2 separate regions of the Rattus norvegicus genome follow, and region 1 is linked to region 2. A link is a contact called in public Hi-C data. All regions are on one chromosome and are shown on one strand. Each heading gives the region's core, a stretch centred on a gene start, on an enhancer-like site or on the middle of the called end of the contact. The rest is flanking DNA. Distances are from core to core; before and after follow the strand shown. Region 1 overlaps Sdc2 (syndecan 2). Region 2 overlaps Sdc2 (syndecan 2).

Evidence for each region. A called contact is a pair of places that touch in the nucleus more often than the background predicts.
Region 1: a Hi-C map of liver shows a contact between it and region 2, with 5 times the contacts expected there. The contact joins two enhancer-like sites. A contact is called at or near these places in 4 of 12 Hi-C or Micro-C datasets (the A7r5 cell line, kidney and liver).

The regions. Positions count from the first base shown.
Region 1 is chr7:66,105,644-66,112,781 of GRCr8, forward strand. Sdc2 (syndecan 2) reads left to right here. Exons shown (of 5, transcript NM_013082.4): 2 at 3,978-4,089. Among named protein-coding and RNA genes, the nearest start is that of Cpq, 40 kb to the right of the region's middle. Within about 2 kb of position 1,533, at least 8 of the 93 cell types and tissues checked have an H3K27ac peak or open chromatin away from gene starts, as enhancers often do. A contact at or near this core is called in liver, where this site is marked.
Region 2 is chr7:66,065,644-66,072,801 of GRCr8, forward strand. All of the region lies in intron 1 of Sdc2 (syndecan 2), which reads left to right. Among named protein-coding and RNA genes, the nearest start is that of Sdc2, 57 kb to the left of the region's middle. Within about 2 kb of position 3,733, at least 4 of the 93 cell types and tissues checked have an H3K27ac peak or open chromatin away from gene starts, as enhancers often do. A contact at or near this core is called in liver, where this site is marked.

The DNA of each region.
Region 1 (7,138 bases), core at 283-2,782, 38 kb after region 2:
CCATCTTTTTCTATGAATAGCTTAGATGGAATATAATTGAGAAAATGGTATAAGCTTGGGAAAGTGTTAGGTAGTAGACAAGTCTCTTTAAATAAACCCTTAAAATGAGTGCTTGTAAATATCCAAGGGCTTGTTCCTCTGTCAGATCCTCCACAGTAAAAGACAAGAGTGTTTTTGGCCAAAGAGTACTTTCTTCTTGTTGCATTTTAAAGATGAGATATTTCTCAAAATTAATTAAAGACAACAGGCACCTATGACTCGAGGCAACCCCATCTTCCATGAGGCGGATTGGACTGGTAGGATGTTAAGCAGAGGAGGAACTGTTGAGACAGCTCCTCCTGGCTCAGTCTCTAGCCGCTCTCCTCTTCGTCCATGCTTTCTCTTCTGACCCTGAATTCAAATCTTACAGCAGCCAAGCAGGGGAAGGTGTGAAATGCCAGCTTTGCTCTCTGCCCCCTTTTAGCCAAGGGCAGCAGCTCCATCTCATAGCTTTGGTGAGACCCAGATTAAACAGCCTCTGTCGGAAATCCCAGTTTCACTGCTGGCCACTGTGCTTCTTCTCCCAGTCCCTTTCACCCACTCATTCTGTGCCACTGAGCATGTGCAGAGCATATACAGTCAAGGGGAGTGGCTGTTCATCTCGGTGGAGAATCAGTAGCTGTGAGAGCCCCTTAGCCTGGCCTTAGAGAAATGCACGTCGCACTTTAAGGGAATACCGCTATGTAATTTATTAACTTCTTCAGCATGTTAACTACAAAATCTGTTTTACCAGCACAGGGTGCGAAGTCTTCAGAAATGGCATTTGTCTTGTTTGGGATAGTGTTTTGGGGGGAATGTGGCAATGGGGAGTTCATAGAGCTTTAGCTGCTACAGGTGAAAAAGGTCTGCTTGCTCTCAAAGTGGACTCTGTAGAAGGATGTGGCTGATTCCCACTTTGTTACCAGTGTTCCTGAAGTCAGAGCAGGAAAGGATGATTTTAATTTGATGTCCAAATTACTTGCATCCCAATGGATGGTGGAGAAACAAATACTTTTGGCTGCCTCCAAATACATCAGACATCTGGACAGCCCTGAACTACCCTGGTGCTACAGGACCAAAGTGACTTCAACCAGACTCTGTCTCCAGATGTCCCCTGGCCCTCTCTCAAGTTCTACAGTAATCCAAGCCCTGAAGTCTTTTGCCAGTGGCTGGTCATGCTACCCAGTGTGCTAAAATATGGCATTGCTGGGATTCTCCCAGAGAAACCCACCTACCAGGCTTTGGGACAGAATGCATGTCCTGATAACTGGGTCATCTAATGCTGAACCTTGATTGGTATATAAGAATTAATCATCTCAGTATTAACACTGCCATGTCAGATTTCTTTGAGAAAGAAGAAAGAAGAGAATGAAATGCATTTGGTGTTAAGATAAGAGAAACTGGTTTCTATAATCTTCCTCTTACTCTAAGGACCCTGTCACTTAAGGAGGCGCAGTGCACAGTGTAGTAAGTGTGGGACAGGTTACCTCCCAGGCTCGGATCCAAGAGCTTTTAACTATAAGGATCCTAGCGGTCTTACAGTGTATGTTATTGAAACCCAAGTCAAAGGTTGCTCAAGCCATGTGATTTAGTAATCTCAGCTGACAAATATTTGTTGAGTACTCACGCACTTTGAGCTGGACAAAGAACAAGGTCACACTGGTTGTTCCAAATCTGTATTGACACTTTGTTTTCATCCAGAGGCAGGGAGAATACACACGAACCAATTAATCCCAACAGTAAACCTCTGTCTTCCCTGGCGTGTGTGCTACGAAGAAAAGCAAGTTTACAACTAGGGGACTTACAAGAAAAATAACCAGAGAAGTCAGGGTGCTTTGAAAAGCAGGCAAGCTTTGGCAGGGTGGGCGGTTCCTTAGGTAATTTATAAAGACAAGGTTTAATCCAAGCTGAACCCACAGCAGCTTGAGGTGGGAGCACAAACTGGTTCAACAACAGGAGTGTTTTCTGGGTACCTGGTACTGTATTCCAGGCACTGAGGTTTAGTAATGTGCAGCGGGGAGGCTTCGGGAAGATCCTGTTGTGGAGTCTAGGATGCCTTGTATACCAACACTTACAAACCCTTAAGTCTCCCTATATGAAATGGCATTCCCACATACCAAGGCTTTTCCTGTGTACTTTAAAGTCATCTTTGGCTAATTATAATGGCTGTACTAATAGCTGTTGTTTATTATGGTACATGCTCAATACTGATTTTTTTTTATATATATTTATTTGGAGACAGGGTCTTATCAGGTAGCCCTGGCTGCCCTTAAACTTGTGATTGCCCTACCTCAGACTCAGTACCATTCTATATTTACACATCCATGTTTTCAACCTGCCGTAGTTTGAATTCCTGGATGTATAAATGGACGTCCCAGGAACGTGGGGGTCTGTGTGCACAGCCTTCTCCCACAAGAGAGTTGTGAAGGTAACGGGGTCAGGCGCACGGGGCTAGAGCATACAGGCATCCCTACTAAGTTTGCAAGCTTTGAGAATTAAAACATGGTATGATCAGAAGCTTGAAAACTGGTATTTTGTAGAACTGCCTCCGATTACAAAGGAAAGCTCTAACTGTGTGGCAGGATAACTCGGGAACATTCTTGGCTGCTGTGGGAGGGATGTTACTCATGCCTGCAAATCAGCCTGCTGAAACCCAAATCCTGGGCTGCAGCCTCTGAATCCCTCAGTGATATCTCAGCGATTCCCGTCCTTCTTTGTTCCTTGGCATCAAGGCCTATGGAGATTGTGGGCTCTCATTTAACATCCTTCTGCCTCTCCAGCCAGCCCCTGAAACTCGAGAGGATAAAGTATTACTGTTTAGAGAGTGTCTGCTAGTTCTCCCAGGCTTTTCACTCATATTGACTGCTGAAACCAAGTTTTATTTTCAGTCCAAATCTAGTAGAAGCCAATATAGTAAGGGGAACTTTTTTTTTTATAATTCCTATGAGGGACAAACATTCAATTTGATCATTAAAAATAGGACAATAATGAATGTCATCTGTTCCAAAAGCTACTAGTCTGAGATACTGGTAGTAAAAATATCAATTTACTAAATCCTTTTTAAAAAAAATTCCATCTCTGCTCTGTCTGCAGTTCATGCAAGTTTGGCAAGATTAGATTGAATTTTAATCGTGGCCTCTTATTGAAAAGCTGAGAAGCTCTGGAAATGGGATATTTGGTGACTGAAGCCCATGACTTGCTATCACCAAGTGCCAGTAATACAAGAAAAAGTACTCTTGTGGGTTTATCTGGGTCTGTCATTAGACGTTGCTACGCCGGCAAGCCTAAGAAGTAGACTTGCCATGGGCTTTCCCCATTGGTAGGTGAGCCTCACAGGCCATGTTCCACACAGGTTGCCTTGCCTTGTGTCAGCGTGGGTCTGGTCTGTACAGAGATCTCTGGACTTCCCCAGCAGCTAGGGAGCACTTGTCTGTAGTGATAAAGCCAAGCACGGCCAAGCCCGTGAATGTCTGGTGTGCCTTGATACGTCCCTGTGTGATTGTTTAGCCTAGCGTCATAATACCTTGCTTTATGTTTCTAGAAAATGATTTAGGCATTCTGTAGCTTAGCTTTAATCATCAAGGAATCTCATTTATGATAAAAACAAATGTGTGAGATAGTTTAGTAACTTGGGACAACAGATACTCAGATAAGTGGAGTGGAGTGGAGTGGATTGAACTAAGCCTATGCCAGACTTGAATGTCTGCTATCATCATTCTGTAAGATTAAGCCACATGAGCTTCCGTGTGTGTGTGTGTGTGTGTGTGTGTGTGTGTGTGTGTGTGTGTGTTCTATAAGTTGCTAGGGCATCCTGGGTAAAGGGTGGCTAGACAGGAGGGTGCAGAGCACAGCTGTGGAGCGTCAGGTCTTCAGTGCAGCATATACAATATTTGCACAGTAGACAAAGCAGAGCCTTTCTGAATTGGACCATCCTGAATTACTTGTCTTTGCTTTCTCAGAGAGCAGAGCTGACATCTGATAAGGACATGTACCTTGACAGCAGCTCCATTGAGGAAGCTTCAGGATTATATCCTATTGATGATGATGACTATTCTTCTGCCTCTGGCTCAGGTAAGTCTGCCTGCTGGATGCCTCTATACCCGGGCATGCACACATTACGCTGTGCCTTCTGCCAGGACAAACACAGCGTGTGCCATAGTCATGAGCTTGGTTTGGGGGTACAAATTCCAGTTCTTTGTAATTTAAGCTATGAGAACTTTGGAATCTAACTTTGCTGATTCTCTGTTTCCTTGTTTATAAAGTGGAAATAAATAACCATATTTACCACCGAGTTAGTTAGGGATTCATGTCTGTGGAGAGACACTTGACAGCAACTCATAAAGGAAAACATGTAATTGGAGATGGCCCACAGTTTCAGAGGCTTTGCGATTAGCATCACGGCAACAGGCAGGCGTGTGCACTGGTGCTGGAGGAGCCAGAGTTCAACACCTTGATCCGCAGGCAGCAGGAGACTGCATGCCATACTAGGCATAGCTTGACCATAGGAGACCTCAAAGCCTGCCCTCACAGCGACACACTTCCTCCATCAAGGCCACATCTACTTCAACAAGGCTACATCTCCTAACAGTGCCACTCCCTATGGACGAGCATCCAAACACATGTGTCTATCAGGGCTATAGCTCTTCAAACTCTCAGAATCACATAAAGTGTTTCACAGACGAGTGGAGTTGAGGTGTTAGCCTCCAGTTTTATTGTTAAAAATTTCAGAGTATGGTCATAGAAACCACCCTTCAAGAAATCCTTCAAATATCAGCTTCATAAAATGTCTGCTCTATGTTAAGATTATACACAAAACGTACAGGCTTTTAGAGTATGTTGCGCGTAAGTGGGAGGAACAGTAATATGAATAGACTTACGTCTCTGACTTCTTCAGTGTATTAGTTATCTATGGCCTCCGCAATGCTGCCTAACAAGTCACCCCCACACTCAGTGCCTTGCAGCAGTGGGCATTTGCTTAATTCATCATTCTGCACGTGTTCCAGTTAGGCGCTGGCTCCACGTGTGCTTGTAGCTGAAGCTCGGCTGACTTCGGCTCAGCTCTGTCGTGTGTCTGGGAAAACGGAGCAGACTTGGCCTTGGTCCACGTAGCCCCTTAATTTCCGGGTGGCGAGCCATATTTTCACAGAGTGAAGCAAAACTTTAATCCTAGACTTACTGTTTGGTATAGCGTCACTTCTCTGTGTGTGCATGCATATGCGTGTGTGCACTCACGTACCTATGAATATAGGTGCGTGTGTGTATACGTACGCACATGTGTATTGTGTGTGTGTGTGTGTTTGTGTGTGTGTTGATGGTGCAATGATCAAAGCCAGGATGTTAGTTTTATTATTCCTATGACAAAATTGCTGAAAGAAGTGTTACAATAGAAGAAGGCTCTTAGTTTCAGATAATTTGTTTGGCTCTATGTATTTATATAGAACATAACAATTGGAATATGTGATGGAGGCCGCCATTCACCTCATAGTTGACAGGAAGCAGGTAATGCGGAAGATGGTGATAACTAGGTATAACTTCCCGAGGCGTGCCCTGCTGTCAACATCTCCCGCCATCTAAAGTTTATAATACCTTGCAAAATAGTGCCACTAGGTAGGGACCAAGGGTTGAATACATGAGTCTGTGGGGGGTGCATCTCCTATTCAAATCATAACACCCAGAGCCCTGTGCATGCATACAACTGAACGATGTTTCCAACCCCAAGTTGTACCTCTTAATTGAGGCAGCTATCATAATATTATAGAGGATGTAGGTATAAGGAGGAATAAATGTGCCTGGATACTTTTACCCAATATATTTTACCTGGAAATGTTTCACCTGTGCCAGGAATGGATCGCAAGAAACTGAGAAAAGGGAAGAGCTGAATGTATAGTCAGCAGACAAACCAGAATTATCTGGTATGTAGCATATATAAAAGTCTTAGCAAGATCTTTCTTTCCTAGAGTGTCTGTTGCAGATAAGATTTAACTACGGTAACAGTTACTATCCTGAATATAAATGTGTGCCCATGTAGTTGGCCTAGGTTTCAGAATGTCCTAGAACAAATGAAGGTCAGTTGTTTCTGGTGAAGATCTAGACTTACTCGAGTTTGAAAATGACCAATCTGAAAAGAGGAGAGGCAGGAGATGACCTAGTAACATCCCACTGTAAAAATAGACCTAGTTATTCAAGGGAGTGTGATGCATCTGACACATGCAGAACGAGTGTGAAAGAGTTGCTCTCTGAGCCCACAATGCTATTAATATCTTTCACTCATGATACCTCTTTTGTTTAGCATCTCAAAAGTGCCTTGTAACCGTCATTTCAAAATCCTGGGAAATAATAAATTTGCATCTCTCTGACCCCCCCCCATTTCTTCACAAATCTTAGTATTCAGGGGTTCTTAGGGATTGTTAGAGGTTGTTTAATTCATTTTGCTGACTTCTCCCAAGATTATCTTTACATTTAGTCTAAGGGAAATGGGTCCATGCCACCCTGCCTCATCCAGTTACTTGGAGTGTCACATTTGAGGCTTTGAACCCACTCATCATATAGACTAAATGGAGATAAGGCTAAAATGTGGGCAAATTTCTCCAGCCACAGATCTAACTTTAGGCAGACTTTTCTGGAAAAAGAAAAACCAGAAAAAGAATTGTTCTTTAGAAACTACCTTGGCTCTGCTATAGATATTTTTTTCTACTTACTAGTCTATATAAGTAAAATTTGTGAAGTACTTTTGTGCTGGGAAATGCCTTATCCATATAACAACTCTGTTATAAAGATATCCCGGATTCTATTATCATTTCCACTTTCACGTGAGACAATCCACAGTACAGAGAGATGGGGGAGCTTGTTCTCATTGTACCATGTAAGGCTGTCAGAAAGCAAGGGACTGGGAAGCAGGAAGTGCGGCTTGAGAGAAGGCCTTGCCTTTCAGCCCTTGCTGTTTTACTTATGTTGGAACACCCCATTTTACCATAAAGAGGCTTTGCCTCGCAAATGCCCAGCCACAGCTGTAAACAGTATAATCAATCAATGTTTTGCTCAACGAACCACCTGGCCCACTTCCTCTCATGCTATCCAGTAGGAAAGCAAATGGCCCAGAACAGGATGTCTAAAGGCTTAG
Region 2 (7,158 bases), core at 2,483-4,982:
ATTCTGGGATTAGTCTATCTCCTGGGATCTGCATTGCCAGTAGGCACCTAAGTGATCTTGGAATGTTGGAACCCCGCTTTATGAAGCCACTCCTCAGATGGCAGTGCCTATAACTTATTCAGATAAGAAGAGGAGTCTAGTGCTGTGCCTGGCAGACCTATCGGGGATGCTGGAGAACCCTCAGAGGATGTTCAGGCAGGAGAGAAACAGCAAGCAGAAATTGAAGGTAGAACTTTTCTAGGGCTGAAGGTATGGGCATCTGAGAACTACTGAGAATTCCAAGGGATTTTTTTTCATTGTTGTTGTTGTTTGTTTGTTTCGTTGGTTTGGTTTGGTTTTGTCAGTCACTGAAATGTTTTCGAAAGGCAAGCTTTTAAATCCATTCCTCTACAGGTGTGGTAATAGAACCTCATAGACACTCTAGATGGTCCAGGGTTAGAGATTGAGCTTGTAGAGAGACTTCACTTGGGACCATGAACTCTAAATGTACTGAAGGCCATTGAACCAATTCCCTGAAATAGAGTGGTACAGATGTTTGTTTTATGGAGAAGAAGGACCATAGCCTTGACTATATCCTCAAACATTTGTTAAAGAAGACAGAGGAGTCATGTGATGTATCTAGGGAAGGAAAGGCTGGCTGTCCTGCAGAAGATGTTCCATTTGCTTCTCTGTGGGTGGGCTGCCATCATTAACTGGGAAAGGGGGAACAAAAAGGGAGGTGTTTTGTAGCGTGTATGATAAATTTTCCTGTTTCGTATAGAGCTGTGTCATTGGTTTAGGCTGAAGCACAAAGGGATAGCAATTTTAACAGCGAGGAGCGGAATTACCATCAACTTTGCAGCTGAAAGGAAAAAGCTGGTGTATGAAACAGGATCCTGTGTGAATGGATTCCTCAAGTGTTTCATTAAAGGTTCATTAGAACAATTAGTCCTCTAACCAGGCTACAGTCTCTGGCTTCTGATTCTTTTGTGGAATTAAAAATGCTTTTAGTAAGAGGAGCTAAACAAGCCTTTTGTTTGGATTTCCATATATTGATTTATAGACCTGGTGAGCATCCTGCTGTGAACTCCCTTTGCCAATGGTAACCATCACAATAAGCAATGCTTTTCTGAACTGGCACTTTCACAAACCCTGAAGCCTGCTATATTGGGTGTGACACTTTTTTAAAAGCCACTGTGTTAGAATGAAAACAGGCCACTTCTAAATGGTCTATTGATTTGCAAAACCTCTTTGTGTCAGAGTGAATAGTCTCATATCTGAGTCGAGGAGAAGGAGATGCTGACTGTTTTCAGTTTATTACTGTGTCTTGAAGCTTTGAGCTGACAATGTTTCAGTGATGGTGCCCGCCTCCTGTGGAAAGTCTGCTTGCATCTCAAGCTTCAGTCAGACATTTGAAAATCTGATTTATTATTTTATACAAGAAGAGACGTCTACAGTTCCACTACAGCGTGAGTCACTGTGACTGTGACTCTGGAAGCCCTAGTTATGACTCAAGCTCTCCCATAAACTTATGGCCTCCCACCCCACTAATGCTCTGTGCTATTTGTGGAAGTTGTTAGTGGCTTGTGTGTCAGGCCAACAGGGATAGTGTTCAGTGAGTTTTCCATAAAAATTGCAAGTGGCAGAAGCTTGAGAGATAGTCCAGTGGTTAGGAACACTTGCTGCTCTTCCAGAGGACCTGAGTTCAGTTCTTGGTACCTATGTTGGGCAGCTAACAACTACCCATATATAACTCTAGTTCTAGGGGACCCAAGACCCTCGTGTGGCCTCCTGTTTTAATATTGTTCCTGGTGAGATCTGAGTCCTATTTTTTAGACCCTTTCGGTACTTTTCCTGTTGCTGCTTGTAATTTCTAATTATAAAAATAGTCACGATGCATAATAAAGGTGGCTGTAATGTCTGCTGCATGACAGATGTCCTCCGAAGCAGGGACTGCCAAGAAAAAAGACAGGTCTCAGAATCCCTGCTGCAGATATGTGGTGTGGTTCATCTTGTCAGAGAAGTTGTTTTTGTGTGTTCAGGCTTGAGTGCGTATTTGGCCAGTTTTTAAAAACTCGTTTTAACCTATATTTCATGTCGTCACTGTGGTTCTGCCTTTTAGTGCAAGGTGTAGTTCAGGAGGTAGCTGCAGCTGGGGCCTGAGTCTGAGATGGAGACTGAGACTACAAAGTCTGAGTGTGACTTAAAATATCAGTTTTAAGAGCGAAAACTTAGCTTGGCAGTGTACTCGAAAGAAGGACTTTGCAGAGTTGAGAGCTGTGCACTTGACTGACCTGATGTCAAGTAGTACACACATACATGTCTTTGAAAGCCTTGAGCCCATGCATTTGTATATATGAAAGCTTTCGCCCCAACTCTGTATGTGGACCAGGCAGCCGAGCATATCTGTGTGCACTGCACACAGGGCGTAGATGAGTCATTTATTGGGCAGTGCAGCATGTTACTGTGCTGTGCACTTTCCTCACCAGCATGCTCAGCAAATTGAACTGAAATGGGCCCAAGAACCTCTTCTGTCTTGTACTGCTGTACAAAGTCTATCTGTCAGAAACATCTCCTGAGTAGTCTTAAGTGCAGGAATTTAAAGTCAGTGTTCAAAAGAACCCCGTTGTACTAAAATTGAGGAGACATCTTGTTAGGAAAACATAAGAAGAGCCATGTTGGTTAAAATCAATTTTGACTACTTACAAATTTCCCCCGTCATTTTTCCTCCTTCACATTTTCCGCCAAGTACAGGTCTTGGCTTAGAGAAAAAAAATAAATTGTTTTTGTTTTTTTCTAGCATGTCTGACTCTTGAATCAGACACGAAGGAAACAAAAAAAGGTTAAGAATAAGATAGCAAAAACCTTATCTTATAGGTAGCCCTTGGAAGTGAAGTTTTTATCTTTGAGAACTCTGTGTGGAGTGTTGTAAATGCTCCAGCTTGGGAAGAACTTGGTGGCTACACCGTTCTGGGAGGAAGGGCATGGATTCAGCTGATGGACACAGAAGCAGAACTCTTCCACCTGATAGGCTAATGGGAGCCAATAATTTGAGGAATGCTTGCTAATTGTCCATTTGTTTCCTTTATTTATTTAGGGTAGCTTCACAGGACTGTTACCACCTCCCATCAAAGATAATTCAGTTTTCACTGAGTTCATACTAGTGCCAATGGCACAGTACAGTTGCATCTCTTAAAAAAAAGATTTTATTTAGCAATTCAGTGAATAGTATCCAGGTATTGAGAGTTTTTTTTAAATGTCTTATGAGCATATTTAAAATATGCAGTTTCTCCTGAAATGTGGTAGTGTATGTGCCTTTTTTTGCTGACAGACTACAATGTTACAACCTTTCTAGCTCAGTTTTAAGTGTTGAACTACTGTGCCCCAGATACACAGTGAAGTTTCCCAGGATGGGAGTGACTCTACTTCTGAGAAAATAGAAGCTCAAAAAGCTTGTCAGAAATCTCAGATTTATAACTAACTCTGCTGTTAAATACAAAAATTAAAATCAGGATGGAAACCAGGTGTCTGCCCCCAGCTAGTTCTTTGAGGCTTTGAGAATAAGTATAATCCAAACACAGGGTGTTTAGTTATTCTTAGAGGCAAATTGCACTCCAAAATTGAATGGCTGCTGCTGGTGTTTTTTTTTTTTAATTATTGATGAAACTCCTTTCAAAGATCCTGATGAAATGGTGACTTCAATATTCCCCAACAGGTACAAGTCACATGCTCACTGACATGGACTCATTCCTGTATAAACAAGGATGCCCAGAGTCCTTAGGAAATAGTGTAATAAGAATTCCCAAGAACCAACCTCTGCTCTCTGGGCATGTTGGGTCAGAACATTTTTATAAGGTCTAGTTAAAGTATACTTGCAGTGGTTCTTAGAAAAGTGGAGCAGGTCATGGTTAGTGAGTGTTCACCACTCAGCCTCTTACACAGGGCTCACCCATGAATAACAAGAGTCAAGTGGCTCCCTACTGATGGCTGTCCCAAGCTGTACTGCTTCCCTAGTGAGCAGCACAAGTCCCCATTGGCAATGGCAATGAGCAGAGATAGTAGCTGGCTTTCTCTGGGGAATCTTGCCTGGTTCAAGTACGTGACTCTGGAGAGGGCTTCTTGGTCCCACACCTACCTGAGGCAGGTAGCTTAGAGTTCATGTCACGGCTGCCCAGGGTTGCATCACGTTCTTCCTGGAAACCCCTATGAAATAGGACTGGAAGAGAGTCTGGTCTTGCCTCCCATTTTCCTAGTCAAAGCAAACAGTTTCTGGTCTGCACGGACATGTGTGTGCATGGCGTGTGTAGTTACATATGTGCTGTAGCCTTAGGTGTTATTCCTCAGGAGCTCCCCACCTTGTCCTTTTACGTAAGTTTTGTACCAACTTGGAGCTTATCTAGTCCTGAGGCTGGCTGGCCAGTAAGTCTCAAGGACCCTTCCATCTTTACCTCGCCAGAACTACACAACTTACCTTTTCCCCATACCACATACCGCAGTGGGCCTCTTCTTCACAGAGTAGTGACTAGGGGTAATAATTTCTCTGTGGTGTTTACCGTGTACAAACCTATCCTCTCAGCATCCTATGCCTGAAGTCATTGAACTTCTGCAGCCATCTCCTGAGTCAGGTACATGATCATCAGTTGTTCACATAGAAAAAAGCAGAGACATAACAATTCAGTTATTTGACCAAGTTTTGGGACTGGTGGGCCCAGGAAAAACCTAGGTAGCTATAGATCCCTGATCTTACCCAATCATACCTCTCTGTTACCAAGTGCAAGGTGGTTTCAGGGTGGTTCATTTAGACTCTGACGGGCTTTCCCACAGATTGAGCTTGCTTCTCTCTAAGTGCAGGCAGGTCATTTTGTAAGGACGGATGTGATCCACCAAAAAGATTTCACTAGCCCAGCACATTGGGCAGACCTCACTCAGTACCTTGGGGGGAAGTCTCCAGGCTCCCTCTGCTTCAGCTCCTCTCGACTTAGGAGACATGTTCTCTTGTGCTTGTTTCTATTTTCCTGGAATAGGTTTTCTCAGGTATCTCCTCTTTCCAGTTTTTTTCTTCCTCCTTTCTATTTTCTGAAACGAGATCAGCCAGTTTCTTGTTGGGCACAGGGTATGGGGCTGCAGGGACTTGATTGGCAGGGATTCACAGTTTATGCTGCCTCCCTAGAGTGTATGTATGAATACCTCCTGGATTGGTCAAAACATCAAATCCCATTGTTCTGCAGTAGAATCAGGGTACAGGGATGATGGTGCTCTGTTCCCTACAGGGTAACCCAGAAACCCTGACTAATCCAAATTGTATTCCAGTCAGTGCCTCACCTCCAGGCAAAATAGATATGAAATACTAATTCTAGTGTCTAATACCAAACTATAACTTGTTTTTAATTTGAACTCCATCTTGGGACTATGTTCTGTCTAGAGCCCTGGAGTTTTGTTTATCCCCCTGTTTTGAATCGTATCCCATGTTATTGATCTTGGTCAAAGGTTTCAAAATCAAAGAGCAGCAAGTGGTGTCGTGTTACCGTGCTTTTGGCTGCATTCTCCCCAACTACTGAGGGAAGGGACTTTAGGCAGCTATGATTTATCACCAAGAAGCCAGTTTGCACTTTACCTTAAAGACCAAACCAAACAAAATGAAAAGTGACCTTTTAGACAAGTTGTAATCTAACTCTATAGACAAGTGATACATTTGACTTAGACAAATCTAACTTCGGCCTCCCGTCTGATTTTTGTTCTTTTAATGTGAACAGTTGCATTTAAATCTTGGAAAAGTTCACCAACTAAAGCACAAACTAAAACTAAGGGAGGAAGTGAGCAGCTCACTCGTTTGTTCTGTGCCCCCTGTAAGGTTTATTCTTAGTATCATTAAAGCTTTCTGCCAAACTTCAAACCTGAAAGGACATGGGTTTGCGGGGTGTGGGTCTGACTGGTGGATGGTGGCATTATTTTTATGTTTTGAAGACCTGATTTTGTTTTCTGTGCTCCTTGTTCTGTAGAAGGTTTCTACTGTTTGCTGTTGATTGTCACTTTCTGTATGAAGTGAAGTAACATTCCACCTGCCATACCTTCGACGTGTGTGGTGTGTGTCAGGACGTTATGGATGTTGAAATTTCTCCAGTGTCTGGAAGCATCTTGTTAAGAAAGTAATTTTTCTCCAATTCATTAATCTTCTAAGGGATTTTTGGTATTGAGTGAAAAAGAATTGTAGGTATTTCAGGAATTCCTGAATAACTGTTTTATCATCAGCCCAGGAGGAAAAAAAACTGATTTTAGGTATGGGATAATGCAAGTTACAATTTTTAATAGTGAAGAGAGAGGCAAAGATTAAAACAGAGACTGAAGGAACACCCATTCAGAGCCTGCCCCACATGTGGCCCACACATATACAGCCACCCAATTAGACAAGATGGATGAAGCAAAGAAGTGCAGGCCGACAGGAGCCGGATGTAGATCGCTCCTGAGAGACACAGCCAGAATACAGCAAATACAGAGGCGAATGCCAGCAGCAAACCACTGAACTGAGAATAGGTCCCCCGTTGAAGGAATCAGAGAAAGAACTGGAAGATCTTGAAGGGGCTCGAGACCCCATATGAACAACAATGCCAAGCAACCAGAGCTTCCAGGGACTAAGCCACTACCTAAAGACTATACATGGACTGACCCTGGACTCTGACCTCATAGGTAGCAATGAATATCCTAGTAAGAGCACCAGTGGAAGGGGAAGCCCTGGGTCCTGCTAAGACTGAACCCCCAGTGAACTAGACTGTTGGGGGGAGGGGGACAATGGGGGGAGGGTGGGGAGGGGAACACCGATAAGAAAGGGGAGCGGGGAGGGGGATGTTTGCCCGGAAACTGGGAAAGGGAATAACACTCGAAATGTATATAAGAAATACTCAAGTTAATAATAAAAAAAAAGAAAAAAAATAGTGATACGAAAATCTGCACCATTATTTTTATGAAATGTCATTTTTCATTCAGGAAGAAATTGCAAAAAGATATAAAATAGGTTTGGTTTCATTGGCTTCAGAACTGTGATTGAGGCTACAATGTTTAAAAAATAATTCTAAGACAATATCTACATTGTTCCTGGCTTTAGAAAAACATGTTGTCATTCTGATAGCTGACCTCTGAATACGTACAGTGCTCATGCACATTGTATGCAGTTTGACTTTACAA